Regions from separate parts of the Salmo salar genome. Here region 1 is linked to region 2. The links are chromatin contacts, called in public Hi-C maps. All regions are on one chromosome and are shown on one strand. Each heading gives the region's core, a stretch centred on a gene start, on an enhancer-like site or on the middle of the called end of the contact. The rest is flanking DNA. Distances are from core to core; before and after follow the strand shown.

Region 1 (3,418 bases), core at 528-3,027, 40 kb before region 2:
TCAAATTGGAGGTTTAATGTAGCTGTTAGGAGAGATACGTGAGTGGTCACGTATGCACACTACACTAATGACTAGTTCGAGCTGGGTGGCTGTAAAACAGTGATTTTTACAACCAGCATCTGAGAGAGATGAGCACTGGGTGAAGTTGAAACCGCCTATCAGGCAATTTCTCCTTATCTCTTTCCTGACACCTGTGCAGCAACCTCCCTAACCCCTATAAGCCATGCAAAGTTTTTAGCAAACACACCAACCTGAGATAAAGATACTGTCTCAACGCTGGTTTACACAGTAAGTCAAAGCTAGGACTCAGATGTTTATGTGTGATGGTTGTTTTGGGATGTGTGGTGTTTATGGCTGTCCATAGAGAATACACTCTTACCAGGGAGGAGAGCGAGACAAAGTCCTTGGGGGGCTCCGATGGGTCCGGAGGCAAGAGGGAGTCGCAGGAGTCCGAGGCAGGGGTAAGGGGTCTGGGTTTGCAGGAGTTGGGGCGGTGTTGGCCCCAAGAGCTCATGCAGACCAGAGCCTCTGCAGCCTCCAGGTCTGTGTACTCCAGACTGCAACCTGGGGACGACTGCTCACTGTAGTGCCTCTTCCTCTTCAGATAGGAGCCACAATAGTCCATCACCACCCCATTCATCTGGAGGAAAGAAAGTTTTTCTGATGATGATATAATAGAAGACTGGTGAGTCACCATAGGGACGAATCACAACAATAACTGGGAAATGAGACCCAATCAAAACCATACAGCTAGATGTATTCATTTGCATACCAAGGGAAGCATCCAAATGACCTCAAATAAAATGTCTGAAATGTTTCTATTCTTACCAGTCATTAGCTTAATGTCAAGTGCCAGTTGCTGCGAGGTTGTCACAGTGTGGCCGTTAGAGTGCTGAAGGAGCAGGCTTTTGAGATTACATCCCATCTGCCCTAAAGCTACGAGCCAAGTAACCTCCCATTGCCAAATATAGACCAACTAGTGATGTATCCCTACCACTAGCCACGTGAGACCGAAACCCGCATGCTGAGGGGATGTTACCCAGTGTGAACGCTGCATCAGGAAGTGCTTTGTCTACAATGACACTATCAGTGATAGTATGGCCACTCCCAACATCAAATAATGTGACCAGTTTCACATAGTGAAAGAGTAGCCCGCCTAGGCAAAACAATACCACTCTACTGGGCTACCTTATCATAGGGTGACGTTGGGTAACATTAACACAGGTCAATAAAACAAATGCTACATTATTGCACAATTCTGTCAACTGGGCACTGTTGAATTAAAGATATTGGACCAACAGTCAATCATTGCGAAGTCATTGGATAATATGATTGGATGGTATAAATGTAAATATGTCTCAATTAATCTTGTTTTTTTCTCAATAATTCTGAACTAACATGACTCAATTACCAACTGAATAATATTGTAACGTGAAAAGTAAAAAGTGAAACTAATAAACTAGAGTGACAAACAAATACAGTATCCTATTGACCCATTATTCGAATGCTGAACGTTAGTCATATGAAATAACACGCATGTTGACTTGAAATAATAATATTCATAAAAAAATATACATCTTCTTACCCCATACGAGACTTCAATTTCTGAAAATTTTTGTGAGGGCATTGTTTAGGTATATTTGAATTAAGTTTAGCGTCAACCGGATATGGAACAAAAGAAGCGGTGCTACTCCGCCCGATCAGTAGACTGGCTGTTCAATTCGTTTTCACTACGTCCTCTCTCAGCTGTGTAAAACATCAGGATAAAAAAAGGAAAACAAAATTCACAACACACAGGCGGGTGGCAACATGCCACCAATGAAACACAAATGTGTGTGAGACCTTAGCCAATAGCAGGTGAGACGACGCGTGATCAGTGCATGGTGGCCGGACGATTGGAGGAAATAGGGTGCGTGGCTGTTGGTGGGCGTGCAAAGGGGTCATCGGTGTCAGAAAGAACCCGATGAACTGCAAGTCTGAAAACTAGGTGAAAGGTCTTATGCTGCGTTCATTACAACTGGGACCTCGGAACTCGGAAATCTCTGACTTCAGTGCGTTCAAAACAACTGGGAACTCGGAAAAAACTAGCTTCGACTGGGAATAATCGATTTGAACGGTCAGAATGTCAGAATTCCAACTCGGGACTCTTTCTAGAGCTCCGATTTCCGACCTGAAGATCACTGACGTCCTGATTGACATAGTATTTTTCCGAGTTCCCAGATGTTTTGAACGCGGAACTAGTGCCGAATGAGGGGACTCCTGAGTTTCTCCCATATGTTTTTGACATACTTTTATGTTTATTATTTTTTACAGGATATCTAAAGCTTTTAGAGTTGGCCAATGAATGCTCTCGTTTTTTGTCAGTTAGAGTAGTTTGTCAGCTATTAAAATCACAATGTTGTGCTTTTCAGATTCAGTAAAACGTCATGCTCTATTTTACCACCTTAATGATGTGCATTTCAAGCTACACCATTGTCACATCGTATCTAACCTAACATAGCAGGGGTAAAATGAACATTTTATCAGACCTTAGTAACGTTCATATTATATCTGTTACAAAACATCTCTACTTATTGCTACTTCTAGTAGATATATTACTATGTAGCTAATACATGTTTGGCACGTGTTTGATTTATTTTGACACTTCTGTTTTCAAATACTGCATGAGACCATGTTGAACTTCAGAGGCCTCGGGTTGCCTAAAGCATAAAAATATATAACAAACATTGAACTAAATCCAAAATCACAGTGAAAAAATCAACACCCCATAGTATTATAAACATTGTTGGGTCATATTTGAGTTAAAGATTGTTTTTAGACCCACCCCACTCAACCCCATATGGTTAATATGGTCTTGTAAAAAACATCTTTAAAGGAATTCTAGGGTGGAGCTTGTGAACAACCTAGCCTCTCTGTTTTTGTCCATAGAGCCCAACATTTTGCCCCGGCCCCCATTGTTATGGTACGGAAAAACAGAGTACCGGTATGTAGGATATATCATGTCAAAATCACAGGATGTTGTATAGGCCTAATACATCATTTAATATGTCATGAACTTATAACAAAGACAATGCATCATATGGCTTCAGAGAAGGCTTACCGTAGCTCTGGACTCAACATTTCATTGCACCAAGAGCATAGCTGTGTTTTAACCATGGGCAACACATTTAATGTAATATCGAAATGGTATTAAATATCCAAATATAATTTTGTTGTTGCAGTTATTGTACATGTCTCTTCATTACAGGCGGCTGGTGGCACCTTAAATGGGGAGGACGGGCTTAATAGCTGGAATGGAATAAATGGAAAGGTATCGAACACATCAAACACTCGGTTTCCATGTGTTTGATACCATTTCATTCACTCCATTCTAACCATTATTATGAGCCATCCTCCCCTCAGCAGCCTCCTGTGCCTC
Region 2 (3,588 bases), core at 385-2,884:
AGCCACATTTACACAGAATGTTGATGAGGAAGTTGTGATCAGATGAACCGAATCCTCCAGAAACACTTGGCATCATCACGTGTTCTAGGGAAAAACAACTAGGCTTACAACTATCTTTCCATCTCTCTTCACCTTTTTCTCTGATTCCTCATACCAAAAGGTATGTTTCCTATACCTCACCTTAGCCTCCTCATTGATGTCCCAGGTGAAGGAGATGGCGTTGTAGGAGATCTCCTCAATGTTGCTGATTGTGTTGAAGCTCTCTTTGTAGTCAGCTGGGAACCATGGAACACATAACGGACTGTTAGTACAGTTAGCACTGACAGAAGACGTTCAATGAAGAGAGGGTGCTAAGATAAGCGCGGCGGTGGCTAAGTTATGAAACTAAGTATGGAGAGGTGAAAGGCTATTTTATTAGTATTATTATTATCATTATTAGGACTGGGCTGAATGAAAGGTTTTAGGAGCCTTGCATAAGAATGAAGTGAAGGTCAGTAGCTTGTATTAGATACAACCATTGAGAATGTGCTCCCACCCTGGTGAGGTCCCATCCCACATCTTAGATGTTTGATAAACAAACAAGCTTTTTGTCCTCAAAAGGTGCGGCTTAAAAAGCTTGCTCCGTGGTATTGGTCTCGTAGTCTTGCGTTGTTGTACTACCAAGTCTAATCCTTCAGAAAATGTTTTCACTATGCCATTTTTTGGAAATTGAGGTGCTTGTCTCCAAACTTTACATTCTGACTAATCCCATCAAAGTCCCTTATTAGGCCTATACCCCTATGCCAGAAACCACACTGCTTTAGTAGAGCACTTCTACGTTGCTGACTGACTACTTTTAATCAAAAGCAAGCAGGTTGTCTCAATGGTCACCTTTCGCCCACAGTCCTTCCATCAAAGTCAGACTGCAAGTGAGACAATACACTTTCCTCTGTCAAGCCAAACTAAGTTCTCCTTTCACAGTGTGTGCGTGCAGAGTAAGATTGATCAGTCTACCTCCAGAGAATTAAGCTGCTGTATTGTCCCGACAGGGAGCCACCATGAAGCTCAGTTGACACAGGTATCATTAACAAATAGGCAGTGGTGGAAAAAGTACCCAATTGTCATACTTGAGTGAAAGTATAGATACCTTAATAGAAAACGATTCAAGCAAAAGTCACCCAGTAAAATATTACTTGAGTAAAAGTCTAAAAGTATTTGGTTTTAAATATACTTAAGTATCAAATGTAAATGTAATTGCTAAAATATACTTAAGTATCAAAAGTAAAAGTATAAATAATTTCAAATCCTTTATACTAAACAAACCAGACAGCACATTTACGGATAGCCAGGGGCACACTCCAACACTCACACATAATTTACAAACTAAGCATTTGTGTTTAGAGAGTCTGCCAGATCAGAGGCAGTAGGAATGACTAGGGATGTTTTCTTGATAAGTGCGTGAATTTGACAATTTTTCTGTCCTGCTAAGCATTCCAAATGTAACGAATACTTTTGGGTGTCAGGGAAAATGTATGGAGTAAAAAGTACATTCATTTATTTAGGAATGTAGTGAAGTAAAAGTAAATAGGACAACTGGCCTTGTCCCATATCCACCCTCATTATCACCCTCCTTCATCCAATCATGTGTATTGTTCTAATGAGGTTTGTTAAGGTTCAACCAATCAGATCCAGGATCATTTTTCCCTTTTAGAATAAGAGTATATGGACAAGGGGGACGTGCTCATCCTAGATCTCATACTAAGTTATTTACTTAAGGTGGCATAGAGGTTTTGGCTCGTTGGGTGGGTCTGTCTGCCTGGCTCCTTGGCTAGCTGGATTCTTCTCCTTCTAGGTCATGAGAGTTGAGCTGAGACAGAGACAGCATGTGACACGGGGGAGGAGATGGAGGGTGACTGTTGCACAACAACTCAGGGAACAACAGTGACTCGTGACAGTGCAGGATGGTATGGTAAGAAGAGTGTCAGGTAAATATGATGAAATGTATTCGGAACCATTCAGGCAGTACTTCGGGTGACTTTATGTGACATAAAAACTATGGCCTGATTTAATAAGCGTTTGTAATGTGAAGTTTGCACCTGTTATTTCCCCAGATGTAATAAAACATTTAAGGTTGATGAACAATCTTAAAGGGTAAATCAACTCATGTTTTAGCTAGTTTTTTGTCTTTCCTCGCTTTAGATAATAACAGTTGAAAACTTGTACTAACTTGTGCTTTGCACCGTAAATTAGGCATTTCATGTCTTGGTGTAGCGTCTCCTTCAAGAGTTTGTGAGGACTAGTGTTCCATGTAGGTTCCAGTAGCATAGGCTCTTACCAATATCAAGACACCTCTGCTTGGCTGTGTGCTGTCTGGAGTGCCAGTACTTCCAGTGCTTCAGCTGGTCGTCTCTGCACTTCTCCTCTCCAAACACCACCATCACCACACTCTGAAATGGTGCACACAACCCCAGGGCCATCAATCATGCTAGCTTAACTGACACATTCCACTTAACAAGTTCCTACTTGTTAGTACATTAGCTACTATTAGCATAATAGCTACCAACTAGCATAAGATTTCTCTGTTTATTCTGTCAAAAAATGTATCGTTAACATGAGAGACCTAGCCAAATTATCTGCACATATTTAGTTACAGACAAGGACCAATCTAAAAGTTTTCTGTTATTGACAATGAACTACTGTAGAACAACTAACTAGCTTGGTGGTGTGGTCTTACCCTGACTTTGCTGATGGGGTGCTGCAGCTTGCTGTTGTCTATCTCCCTGAGGCTGATGGGGTAGAACTGTCCCTTGTTCAGGTACGTCATGGTACCGTCACCTGTCTTCTGACGCAGCGACTTGGAAGCATCCAGGGTGTACTCAAAATTATTCCTAATCAGGAAATAAATATTAGTGACAAAACCACAGTAGGCTACATTTGTATTTTCCTTTAGGGAAAGAGGAGCCTGAAATCTAGACCTGCTTTGTGCTGACATTCCACTCCTTGTACTCCGTGTCATATGTTTGGCACAAAACAGGCCTGGATTTCAGGCTAGGGAAAGAGTAGGCATAGAGATGGAAAAAGTGATGTATCTAGTATTCAGCTGATGTTTGTCTGGTATCTATCTTTATTCTAAACCATCTAGATGTGTTTTCAGTATTTATGAATATACCGTATGCAAATATTGATAACCTATATTTTCCACATGTGAAATACATTGCAAATGTCACCCCTTGATTAAGACCACCCTCATCAGTCCCTTCCCATTGGCTTGATTGTGACCCCGAATCCTCGTAGTGTCACTGAGTCCCTGATAACATTACGTTTGGCATTGTAGCTTTTAAACTGAGGGAATCTGCTGACCCCCAGGTGACTGTAGTGAATGAGGTTATTCTCCTATCAGGGGCTGAATGGCAGGGTGCGAGCGACAGCGGGCAGGCGCCGGGCTGGAGGGCTTACCCCGGCATGGTGTCAAACACGCTGTATTCCTCTGCCGAGATGGAGGCCATGCGTAACTGGAGATCCCCTGGGAAGGAGAACACCTGTGGCACACAAAGAGGACAGAGAAGTGGGGAGAGAGGGTCTGGATTTAGACAAGCATCCATGACAAGG

What was found. A called contact is a pair of places that touch in the nucleus more often than the background predicts.
Region 1: a contact with region 2 is called in a Hi-C map of gill, with 3 times the contacts expected there. The contact joins the promoter of LOC106567189 here to the enhancer-like site in region 2. A contact is called at or near these places in 3 of 3 Hi-C or Micro-C datasets (blood, gill and muscle).

The regions. Positions count from the first base shown.
Region 1 is chrssa01:16,672,412-16,675,829 of Ssal_v3.1, reverse strand. It overlaps LOC106567189 (Krueppel-like factor 11), which reads right to left and starts at 1,777. Exons shown (of 4, transcript XM_014136322.2): 1 at 1,586-1,777; 2 at 380-640. The coding sequence starts at 1,627.
Region 2 is chrssa01:16,632,292-16,635,879 of Ssal_v3.1, reverse strand. LOC106567073 (grainyhead-like protein 1 homolog) reads right to left here. Exons shown (of 15, transcript XM_014135981.2): 5 at 3,436-3,518; 6 at 2,714-2,867; 7 at 2,315-2,426; 8 at 181-275. Among protein-coding and RNA genes, the nearest start is that of LOC106567073, 9.3 kb to the right of the region's middle. Within about 2 kb of position 1,634, at least 1 of the 13 cell types and tissues checked has an H3K27ac peak or open chromatin away from gene starts, as enhancers often do. A contact at or near this core is called in gill, where this site is marked.